3 separate regions of the Zea mays genome follow, and all the other regions are linked to region 1. Evidence: chromatin contacts called from public Hi-C data. All regions are on one chromosome and are shown on one strand. Each heading gives the region's core, a stretch centred on a gene start, on an enhancer-like site or on the middle of the called end of the contact. The rest is flanking DNA. Distances are from core to core; before and after follow the strand shown. Region 1 holds the start of LOC100279936. Region 2 holds the start of LOC100286091. Region 3 holds the start of LOC100192728.

Evidence for each region. Hi-C and Micro-C count contacts between places; a contact is called where the count stands out from the background.
Region 2: a contact with region 1 is called in a Hi-C map of root tip, with 2.5 times the contacts expected there. The contact joins the promoter of LOC100286091 here to the promoter of LOC100279936 in region 1. A contact is called at or near these places in 10 of 25 Hi-C or Micro-C datasets (bundle sheath, ear, endosperm and 6 more).
Region 3: a Hi-C map of leaf mesophyll shows a contact between it and region 1, with 1.8 times the contacts expected there. The contact joins the promoter of LOC100192728 here to the promoter of LOC100279936 in region 1. A contact is called at or near these places in 3 of 25 Hi-C or Micro-C datasets (ear, leaf mesophyll and tassel).

Annotation. Positions count from the first base shown.
Region 1 is chr4:204,048,823-204,052,754 of Zm-B73-REFERENCE-NAM-5.0, reverse strand. LOC100279936 reads right to left here and starts at 1,447. Exons shown (of 4, transcript NM_001156717.2): 1 at 1,097-1,447; 2 at 75-232. The coding sequence starts at 1,212.
Region 2 is chr4:204,193,741-204,197,443 of Zm-B73-REFERENCE-NAM-5.0, reverse strand. It overlaps LOC100286091, which reads left to right and starts at 1,268. Exons shown (of 2, transcript NM_001158979.2): 1 at 1,268-1,446; 2 at 1,542-2,469. The coding sequence starts at 1,351. The coding sequence ends at 2,192. LOC111591368 reads left to right here and starts at 3,580. Exons shown (of 1, transcript XM_023302394.2): 1 at 3,580-3,703. The coding sequence starts at 3,580. It also overlaps a transcript of LOC100279612 not described here.
Region 3 is chr4:204,230,882-204,234,623 of Zm-B73-REFERENCE-NAM-5.0, reverse strand. LOC100192728 reads right to left here and starts at 1,767. Exons shown (of 2, transcript NM_001317180.1): 1 at 1,634-1,767; 2 at 1-1,362. The coding sequence starts at 1,276.

The DNA.
Region 1 (3,932 bases), core at 198-2,697:
TTACAAGAAGACAGTAGTTTTTCGTAGAAGACAATTTTTTTTGTCGAACAAGTTAATTAGTAGAAGTAACTTACCTGGGTGGACTATGGTCTGCTGATTAGGTGGAAGAGATACAATAAGTTTGGCGATAAAGGAAGCTATTGGGGCTGAGGAACCGTTCTTGAGAGAACTTGTATTCTCTGCAAAGAGCTTAACACAGGTTTGCTTGTTATTTCTCTCCACAGATATGCACCTTCACATTTCAGAAAAAAAAAAACTTAGGTTAGCCCATGGCAACATGACATCAGTTCTCTCTTGCACTGATGCTAAAAAGAACTGCTGATGGTTTCAATTGCGTCAATGAGATTTTTCTTGGTAATAGCAGGGGGGACAAAATATCAGAAGTGAAGGTGTGAAGGTTCAAGAAAGTGAAGCTTTGTCTGAAACATCTTTGTTTCAAAGCAAAGCATTCACGTTTCCCTCCTCACACACCAAATTTGGTTGAGAGAAAATCCTGACTACATATATAGTTTGGTGAGGAAAGGTATCCACCTATAACTAACGAGAAGCTAGATATAGTTTAGGTTGAAATTATAAATTTAGCTACATAGGAGGATACAACCAAAATTAGTGAAGTAGGTAGCAAACCAGAATGTATTACACTGGTTGCCAAAGGGATCAAAATTCAGACATGACGCTGTACTGCCAAATTTCTTTTTTTTCCCGCAACCTCGGACAAAGAACCATATTCTGATGGAAGTTCAGTACAGTACAGCTACCACGCATCAAAACAGAATTAATATCTGAAATGAAAAGGAAAAAAAAGAAACAACAACCGAGACTAACTAGCGATACATGAACTTGAGCAAACTACCTCCACAAACCTCAAACTGATGAAACAACATCCATCCAGGATTCAGAAGCACATGGTTCATTCACACACAAACAAACCAGGAGCACTTGTAACAAATCACTACTACCAAAGTCGAAGTTTTTTCACCCTGCCCGGCATGAGAATCAAGTAGCAAAGTAGAGACTTTCTGAACAGGAAGTTACTAATACTACTACTAATAATCTGCAGAGATGGAGAGAGGGAGGGGAGCAATCAGGGACGGACCAGTTCCAGAGGCCGATGAGGAAGGGGAGTGACTTGCGGTAGGTGTAGCAGGGGAGCGGGTCGACGCGCCATTGGGCGAGCCTGGGCGCCGTCTCGACGCGCGCGCCGTCGGTCATGGGCCCCCACGTGGCTGCCACCGCCGCCACCACCTCATTGACGCAGCCCAGCAGCCCCAGCGCCTCCCCCGCCTCCTTCCCCAGGTTGTCTCCCTCCGCCGCCGCCGCAGCCGCTCCTCATGTACAGGCAGTCAAGCACGGCGCCGATCGATCCGACCGCTAAGGCCTAGGCCTTCCTCGACCGCGCACTCCGCTTCCGCCCCGGCCCCGGCGAAAGAACTCAGAGAACACAACCTGAGTGGCCACGGACGTCAAGGACCAGTAGGACTACTGGTGGTGTGGCGTTGGCGGCTACTAGGTTGTTATATGGTGGTTGGATGGGCGGAGGAGGGGGCCGGGGGGAGAGAGAGAGTGAATCCGCCACGCAACGGCATTGGCGACGTACCCGGACCGAGCTGCGAGCGCTGTTACTTCTACGCGAGTGGAACGCTGATGGGTGGTTAATTATACGACTAAAAATTCAATTTGAGCGATATATACAGATAGTTGGCTATCCCTTCCACTCCACTCCACTCCACTCCAGGCACTGCTGCTTTTTTTTCAGAGATGGATGCAAAGATTTTCAGAATCATTGTTGCAATGATCGTTTCTTCATGGATCTATAATCTATATTGGTCTGGTGCATACGCATGATCCGGCAACAGGAGCAGCAGAAAATGACGCCCAATCACTACCTCCAAGGTGCCGTTAGACTTAGTGGGTCACTAGTCACTACGCGAACGGCCAATAGTAGTAGTGTCTTTGTGCATGGAGTCCTCTGATTTTCCCCTTTTTTTTCATTGAAAACCGAAAGCTTTTTCCTTTTTTTTTTTGAAAAAAAACTGGAAGATCTGTTCTCTTTTGACACCAGGCCGGAAAATCGTCGTCTCTCACCTCTGCTTTGCTTCACTACCTGTCCAGTTTTTATTTTTTCCTTCTCCTGTTCCTGAATTCCATTTTGAGGCCCGCCACATACATCACAGCACTCTAGCTTCTTCTCGAACAAACAAATAAACAACACATGGCATCGCAGAGGCCCGCCCGGCCGTGCGACCAAGTGGGGGCATTAAGAAAGATGGAGGGAAAAGAATCAAGAGCACGATCATTGCTGGCTGCTGAGCTGAGATACGCACAGATCGGTCCGGACGCAAAGTATCTCGGCGCCAAAAATAAAAAATTATTTATTTTTGCGGGGAAGAAAATGCGCCATGATTGATTGTGCCTTGGATTGCATGCACGCTAAGCAAATGTCGCTGCTGCAGAGAGAGAATCCAGCCGCTCGCAGGGGTTAACAAGCCATTGTCACGTGACTTTGACACAAATGATTATTTCTTTTCTTATTATTATTATTATTATTATTATTATTATTATTATTATTATTATTATTATTATTATTATTATTATTATTATTATTATTGTGCGCTTGGCAGGATGAACACAACAGCTACATGGGTTGGGTTGGGTTGGGTTGCTCGAGCTGCTGTTGATGTTGCAGTCTCAGGGGGTGTTTGGGAACAAAGTTTTTCTGCAGTTTTGGAAGAATACTGCAGTATTCTCAAATACTGCAGTATTATATACATAATGGTGTTTGGCAAGCTGGGTAAAGTCTCTGTTTTCAAAACTGAAGTATTGCAAATACTATAGTTGTTTTAAGGCATTCTAAACTTAGCTCTGGACCTCAGTTTTCAAAACTGCGGTATTATAAACTACGGTATTGTCATAACTAAAGTATAGTATAGTATTTCAAAAACTGTAGTTTTAAAAACTTTATTCCCAAACAGGGCCTCAGACTCCAAATTTGCACGGAAGGTTGTATCTGCAGAGATTCCTTGTGGGCCCGGCGCCTGTTGCGCCCTGGATTCTATTTCTACTCCCGGCGCCGGCGGCCCAGGATGAGAAGCAACCGGCAGGGATCTCGGATTCTCTCTGCCTGCCGATGCAACAGCTTCTGGCTGGAGTCCAGCGTTCCAGCAGCAACACACATGAGCCATGGAGGCAATCCTTTTTTTTTCTTTTGCAGGATTAGAGGCCTCGACTTCTATGTACCTGGATTTATTTATTTATTTCAGTAGATGAGGGGAAAAATACTTTGTCTCGAACGACACTGGTTGCAGGCTTGCAGCACTCCAAGGAAAGGCATGGACCCAACGGAACGAGACACCAAGGCAGCAAGAACCCAAAGGCATCGTTTGCAACCGCAAGCTCTGCCAAGTCAATTCTTGGATGCGAATGCCTGTCGATTTCAATTCGTTTGTTCGCTCTCTCTTTTATGATGACGGAACAAAATAATAATAATATTAACAACAAAATGCACAGTTATTGCCCCTATGTCGCCGTTAGGGTTGGAAAATAAGCTCGAGGCTTAAGAGCTGGCTCGAGCTCGAAGCGGCTCGCGAGCCGAGCCAGCCTTTTAGGCTCGTTGCAGTAGCGAGCCGAGCCGAACCGGCTCGTGAGCTGTACCAAATTACTTAATATATAGAATAATGATGTATATTGACTAATTTTATAGATAGTCAGTTTGTTACTTAGCGTTTCATGATAAATATATGGTAATTAATAATTTATATTACTCATAATAATGAAGGGTATTTATATATTTCATATTTATATACTAATAATTCACTATATAATGCAATTATATAATATCCGAGCCGCCTTCGAGCCGAGCCGAGCTCGGTCAGCCACCGAGCTGCATCGAGCCAAGCTCGGCTCGACTCATTCCCAGCCCTAGTCGTCGTGCA
Region 2 (3,703 bases), core at 19-2,518, 140 kb before region 1:
CGTCTTAAAAGTATTGTGCTCATGCTTATAATTTGCAAAGTTTGTTGAAAGACAAGCCATAGTTTTAGAGAAAAAGTCTTTAGGGTTCCGTTTGGATTCTTGGAATTGAATTTCATTCTAATAACCTAATTTAGGCATAAATCAATTAAGCTAATATTTTTTTTATACAAAAATTATTTGTATAATGGTGTTGGTCTTATGTGGGAGTTGTTTATATGCTATATTTTTACTATAGAGAAGCGAGTCGGGAAGCGTGTTATGAGTTGCGCAGTAGAATCATAACCTATTGATACATAAAATCAATTTTCGCCCATCGTCCTATAAATTTAGGATTGACATATATCAAACTAAATAACCTACTCTATTAAGTAAATTTCCAATTTCTTCAAAAATGAAAGGATTACAAAGCATTACATTCATAATCTCCTAGAGTAATTTAGTGTCTCATAATCTCCTCGCGAGCTATCTTCAATGTGTCCCAAATTTTTTTAGGCATTGTCGAAACCACTTACTTTCTTGTACTCCTCCATGCATAAAGAAGCTAACAACACAAGTGAACAGAGAGAGCTTGGGAAGAAGCAAAATCGCAAGAAATTAAAAAGACAAGTGAAACTAAAATATAGAAGGGTGACTAAGGGAACCAAAGGTTATAATATATGAAACTAACAACGTGCTACAAGTTCACAAACGGTGGTACAATATTCGTTATAATATGGTTCCCTGTGACAGATATCGCCGTATGTACAGACTGTACACACCCACCCACGACGGGACGGTGGTTCGCCATGTAGTAGTTGAACCCAGGAGAAAAGAAAAGAAAAAAAAAACTAACGCGAGCTCCAGACGTGTCGTCAGCCATCATCCATCACCGCCCGGCCGGTGGCAGACAGCAAACGACTAACATGCGATTGGTGAAATTATATTATGAAGTCGTGCGCCCAACCCAACCCAACCAAACCAGCGCACGACGACGGGCCCCGACGCGGCAGGTGGCGTTCCGTTCCGTTCCGTTCCGTTCCGTTGGCGGAAGGTTCAGGGCAGGTTCAGTTATTCAGGCATCAACGGGCTCCATGGAATCCAACTCAATTTTCCGTCCCAGGGGGGTTAAGTTGGTGAGTGCCTCCGGCGCGTAAAGTCTACGGCAGTTTGCTTTGCTTTATTAAAAACGAAAAAAAATAAATAAAAGAGCAATCAAGCAAACGCTAGTGCCGCTGTCACCTACCCTCTGCTCGTCATATTTAAATACAGCAGCAGCAGATGGCCGAACGAACGAAGCCACAAGCAGCGCCGCGAGCCACAGCTAGCACCACCACCTTGCACCGCACCCGCACCGAGACGAACAGATCGACCATGGCTGCCGGCGGCGACGACACCACCATCGCGCAGGTCCACAGCGGCATCGACAGCAGCAACAAGACGCTGCTCAAGAGCGAGGCCCTCTACAAGGTCCGTCCGTATTCATGCATGCATATGCCTGCCTGCCTGCCGCTAATCTAATCTAATCTAATCTCGTCGTTAATTTGTGGGATGAACAACAACAGTACGTGCTGGACACGTCGGTGCTGCCGCACGAGCCGGAGAGCATGCGTGAGCTGCGGCTGGTGACCGACAAGCACGAGTGGGGGTTCATGCAGTCGTCCCCGGACGAGGCGTCGCTGCTGCGGATGCTGATCAAGCTGAGCGGCGCGCGGCGGACGCTGGAGGTGGGCGTGTTCACGGGCTACTCGCTGCTGGCGACGGCTCTGGCGCTGCCCGCCGACGGCAAGGTCATCGCATTCGACGTGAGCCGCGAGTACTACGACATCGGCCGCCCCTTCATCGAGCGCGCCGGGGTGGCGGGCAAGGTGGACTTCCGGGAGGGCCCGGCGCTGGAGCAGCTGGACGAGCTCCTCGCCGACCCGGCCAACCACGGCGCCTTCGACTTCGCCTTCGTCGACGCCGACAAGCCTAACTACGTCCGGTACCACGAGCAGCTGCTCCGCCTGGTGCGCGTCGGGGGTACCGTCGTGTACGACAACACGCTGTGGGCCGGTACTGTGGCGCTTCCCCCCGACGCGCCGCTCAGCGACCTCGACCGCAGGTTCTCCGCCGCCATCAGGGAACTCAACGTCCGGCTTTCTCAGGATCCCCGCGTCGAGGTCTGCCAGCTCGCCATCGCCGACGGCGTCACCATCTGCCGCCGCGTCGTCTGATGTGATGATGATCCGACGACCAAGATCATATATCATTCGCTCGTCGTCTCTGTCATCTTTCAACTGCCTGCCCGCCGCTGTCCGCTGCCGTCGTCAATTAATAATGCATGGTTCTTGTTCTTTTTTTTTTTGTACTTGCACTGTGTGTGTTGAGTTGAACATCCGGCGATGTACTGCAACAACTGGAATGCAATGCAACATCATGCGTGCAGCTGTAACTAAAATTGACGACGACAGCGTCGTCCATGCATGGACCGAGGCGGTTATATTAGGTGTCGATCATCCATGAGTGACCGAGGCGGTTAGGTGTCGATCCATGAGTGACGGAGAGTGGCGGCCGGCGGCGAGGCCATGATTGGCGCGTCGTCGGGTAGGGGAAGGGATGGGCTTGCACTGTAGTCTGCGGGGAGATAAGCCTCCTCGGTCGGTCGGGATGGCGGGCGTGTCGTTGTCGTCTCGTCCGCCAGCCCGGCACGGAGGGCAGGAGGTGGAAGCAAAGAATCACAGTCGTCGTCGCCCGTACCCTACCCATGGAGACATGCATGCATATCCTCAGAGAGACCACCTCAGGAGGATAACATAAACATAATAGTAGTAGCGCATTACGTGCCACTCACTCGATCGGGGCCCGAGATGATAATATAACCTACTCCTCCTTCCTGACACTAACCTCTGCTGCCTGCTCCGATCCGGATGGTGATGCAGCGTGCAAGCATGGTGTGCCGAGACGACGTCAGTCGGACGCGTGCGTGTCATCGCCCAGCCGCTAACATCCCATCGATCAAAACCACCTGCACTAGAACCAGCCTCCCCTAAGAGCTTCTACTAGTACTAGTAAACGAACACTAGAATAAGTCCACCAAAAATTTGAGTAATTCCTCAAGCTAGGCAGTCGTAGGCACCAGAATGACCTCGTCAACCTTCTGCCAGCGTGTAAATGTGAACGGTTCTCAAAAGTTGCGAGGTTAGATTTTTTTTTAGTTTTGTAGATAAAAATATGACAAATCGAACGACCGCAAACAGTACAGCGACATAGTTCGTCAAATAGATAGTTCGTCAAATAGATAGATTGAGCGTGATAAATCATCGAACGACGGCAACACCACGACAGCCGAACCTCGGGCACCGCAGCATCGTCGGCGGCACGCCACGGCCGACGAGCACAGCTGGTGGCGTGAAAAAATTTGTTATTTTAGCCCTTCTAACATGAGCTCCCTGCTATTATGTGACCCTCTGTTTATAACTTGTGGACTATTTATATCTATGATTTGTAGGTCTGATGATAAAATAGAGAAGTCCACAATGACGGCATCGGCTCATCCAACCGAACGCCTGCACCATCCGCTCGGCATCGGCTCATCCATGTCGTCGCCCTCGCCAAATCGGCATGGCGGCCCAAACTATTCCACCAACACACCCAGCACAGAAGGCCAACAGTAACATGGGCTGTCGCAACAATCTGTATATTAGCAGGCCACTAGAATCACAGCCGGTGTGGCATGGCATGTACA
Region 3 (3,742 bases), core at 518-3,017, 180 kb before region 1:
TGTACCTGGCATTAGATTTCCTCGCGGTGTCACTGTCCTCATCAGCAAATCCATCAGATACGCCGCTCGATCTCTCATTTGTACTGGAAGCCCTCGGGCAATCCACTTCCTGGATACCCGCGGCGGTCGAACCAAAGAGCATGCCTTCGATCTCGCTCAGCTCCTTCTCCCTTCCCACAAAATGCCGGTTGCGCGGAAAAGGCAGGCCATCAGAGGCTTCGCTCTCCTTCTCGGCGATGTTCTTCCGCCCAAGCTTGGACCGAAGCAGTGTGACTGTCCTCGACACACAGCCTCTTGAATCGCTCTCGTTCGCCTCGAGCTTGAATTCGTGGCACCGCATCAGCCCTTCGAACGCCTCCTTCGCTTCCTTATCCTCCAGTCTACCATCGAAAAGCCCGGCGATCTCTGCCGGCTCGGTGTCGAACAGTATGGGCACCAGGTTCTTCTTCTGAGCGAAGAATCTGATCTCCTCGAGGCTGAACGGGTTGAGAAAGCTCGACACGGTGGCCACCACGACGCCAAACGCGACGGAGCAAATAATCCGGTCGGCAACCTCATGGCTCTGCGAATCCGAGTACTTGGCGCGGTCGGCGACGAACGAGGCGATGCCCTGCAACTCGAGCTCCGACTTGAGCCACTTGCAGAACCTGGAGAGGCCGCCGCTGCCGTGGTAGCCGATGTACACGTCGCAGCTGCGGAGCTTGGCGTTGGAGGACGGCGACGCGACCGAGCCCCTGGTGAAGGACACCCGCGGCACGGGGAACGAGAACGACGCGCGCGGCGGCAGGAGCCCAGCGCCGCCGCCGCCGCCGCAGCCGCTGCCGTCGGAAATCTTGGCCGCGTCGACGCCGCTGTAGTCGTAGCGCTCGGACGGCGGCGTGCGGGACGCGTCGATATCCTCCGAGTGGGAGCCGTTGGAGCACGACGTCGGCGACGGCGCCGCGGTGGTGCTGGCGCTGGCGCCGGCGGTGGTCCTGACTTCCTGGCGCGGCTGAGGCGCCGGCTCCGGCGGAGGAGGAGGAGGAGGCGGCGGGTCGAGAACCCGGGGCGAGATGTACGGGGACTGCAGCGCGGACACGAACGCGGACGACGGCGGCGACGGCGAGTAGAGGTGCGGCGTGATGGAGATGGCCGGCAAGATGGGGCAGGAGCGGTCGGAGCCGCCGCATCCGGACGCGGCGGCGCTGGTCCGGATGGTGAGCGGCTTGGCGGTGGCGATTGGGATATCCTTGGGCGGCGCATCGAGAAAGCTCGGAGCTTTTCGCTCGTCCTCCATGGCTAGAAGCCTGCTACAGCCGAATCACAAGGCTTCGGAAGCTTGCTGGAAAGTGCCGCGCGACCTGGCTCACCTCATTTCCTTCCCTATCAGACATTGGGCGAGAGGGGAAGCAAGCAAATAGCAGAGATTTATTAGAATCCAAAAAAAAGAATAATAAATCGGAGAAACAAAACAAAGAATGTACCGCGTATCATTCAGAAAACTAGTAGTGGAGCACGAAAGAGTACAGCAAGCAATCTGAAGATGGGACGCTGCTCTAGAGTCTAGACTCATCAGGAACCAAAAAAAAAGCAATACGCAACGGAAACTGAAGCTTCAAGAGACCGGCCAGTCAAAGGGGGAACTCGAACTCACCGGAGGCGAACGGCGAACGGCGAAGGCGGCCAGCGGGCTTCAAGGATCCAGCCTCATCTCGGAAGCGGGCGACGGGTGTTCTTGGCTCCCCCGGATGCCTCAGCTTCAAGGACAGGAATGGCAGTGAGAGAGGCAAGAGAGCCTGGACTGGAGCAGTGGAGGTGGATTTGGATTTTTAAAAACGGGCTCGCTGCCTGCTGCCTTTCCCTCTCAAGCCATTGAATGGGATGGGTGTAATCTATCCCCTCCCTGTTCCCTCCGCCTCCTGCGGCTGCGGCTGTGACTGTGACCTCTTGTCCTAGGAGGGAGGAGGCCCAATCATGTCAAGCAAAGTACATGGTCACTTCAAGCTCTCGCTGTCTCTCTCTCTCCCCATTTCTCTCCCTTCGAGATGGCCAGCAGCAGCCAAAAACATTATCAGGAAAAATATACATGTTGGGTGGCATCAAAAGGTGGGGGGAAAAAATGTGAAGCTAGTAGGATCGCGAGTCCCCAGTCCTGGCTAGGGTCTAGGGTTAGCTACTAGTAGTTCCCACCCACGCCAGCGCCAAGACCAGCAGCACCATTCCCGATGGAGGGTGGCGAGCACGGAACCGGTAAATGCCAAAATCTACACAGCAACAGCATCCTGTGTATAGATGTCCGTCCGTTCGACCACACGCCCGTCACGATTTTAACCAGTACCAATCCGACCTGATCCGTGTTGATCCGTGCATGGCCATCCGCCACCACGGTCGGCCGTGTTCGGCCCGCTAAGGCCCTGTTCGTTTCTTCCGGAATGGACTTGGAATTTTTTAGGTTGACCAAAACTTACATAGATTAAAAAAGCAATATGGCTCGGAATTGTTTTCAGCCACCGTTCCCAGATAACCGAACGCCCCCTAAATCGGCACGTCGTGTTTAGCACGGCACGGTCCGTTCCAACTGCTAGCACGACTACAGACTACGCGTGCATCGCATAACCCTTCGCCCTTGTCCCTCCACCCCACCCGTCCACTCTCGCTCTCGGTTCGTGGTCTACTCTCCCTCTCCGCCTCCGTGTCTTTGGTATCATGGAGAGAGTATGGTCTTGTACTGTGCTATTGTCTTATGTCTGCTTGTTTTCTGTTGAGAGCCGAGGTCGAAGCTGAGGGTTATGTCACGTTCCCGAGCCCCCCTAGTAGGGGTCATCCATACCGTAGTGATTGACACAGGGTTAGGTATAGGAAAAAAGCTGCTTAAGAGGTGTGAGAGTCCCACTGTATCTGGTGACGTTGGGGACATCCTCTGTCACAAATATCGAGGATAGAGCCGAGCTCGGACGAGATGGAAGTCTACCCGAGGTCATGACCGAGCCTTCCCTAGGATTCAATGACGTGTGCCATAGTCGACGGAGTGGCTTCCTACGGGATTCGCAGGGGAGCAAGCAGCCGAGGCCGGGCTCAGGCGAGGCGGAGTTTGTACCCGAGGGCGAGCTCAGTGTCGGGCGAGACGGAGTGTGCGCCCAAGGGCTGGTATGTGCTCCTATCGTATTACGTGTCCTGCCAGGGGCGTGTAGACAGCGTGCGTGTGCAGTGACACATGTGTAATCATGGCAGTGAATCTTTGACAATATCATAATCTCATCGTCATTGTACGCTTACAACCCTGTGTGGGTAGGTACACGCATTGAATGCGGCTGTCCTTAGCGGTCTTCAGTCGTGCCTAGCCGCAGACCTTATCCTTATCGCCTGAGACGGGCTCGATCGAGGCGAACATGGTTGCCCGGGGGTAAGGGGGCCTCGGGCGAGGCGAAGATTCTCCCGAGCTCACACCATGTCTGAGATCAGGCCAGGGCGAGGCGGAGGTTCTGGAATGCACCTGAAGGGGGACCTCGGGCGAGGCGGAGTTTGATCCTTTCGACCTTGGGGAACGTACCTCGACGACATCCTTGAGTTTTTAAGCGCGTTTTAGGGGTAATCTGGGTGCCCCTAATTATTGTACTCGACAATATGCTTTTGCTTTCATACTGCATCCTAGAGGTAAGATGAGAGGTTTTCATAAAGGTTTATTGCGCCTATCAAGTTTTGATGGTACAAATTATTCTAGAGTTTCTCAGTATGCAAGGAAAGGGTTGACTAAACTTTTTCA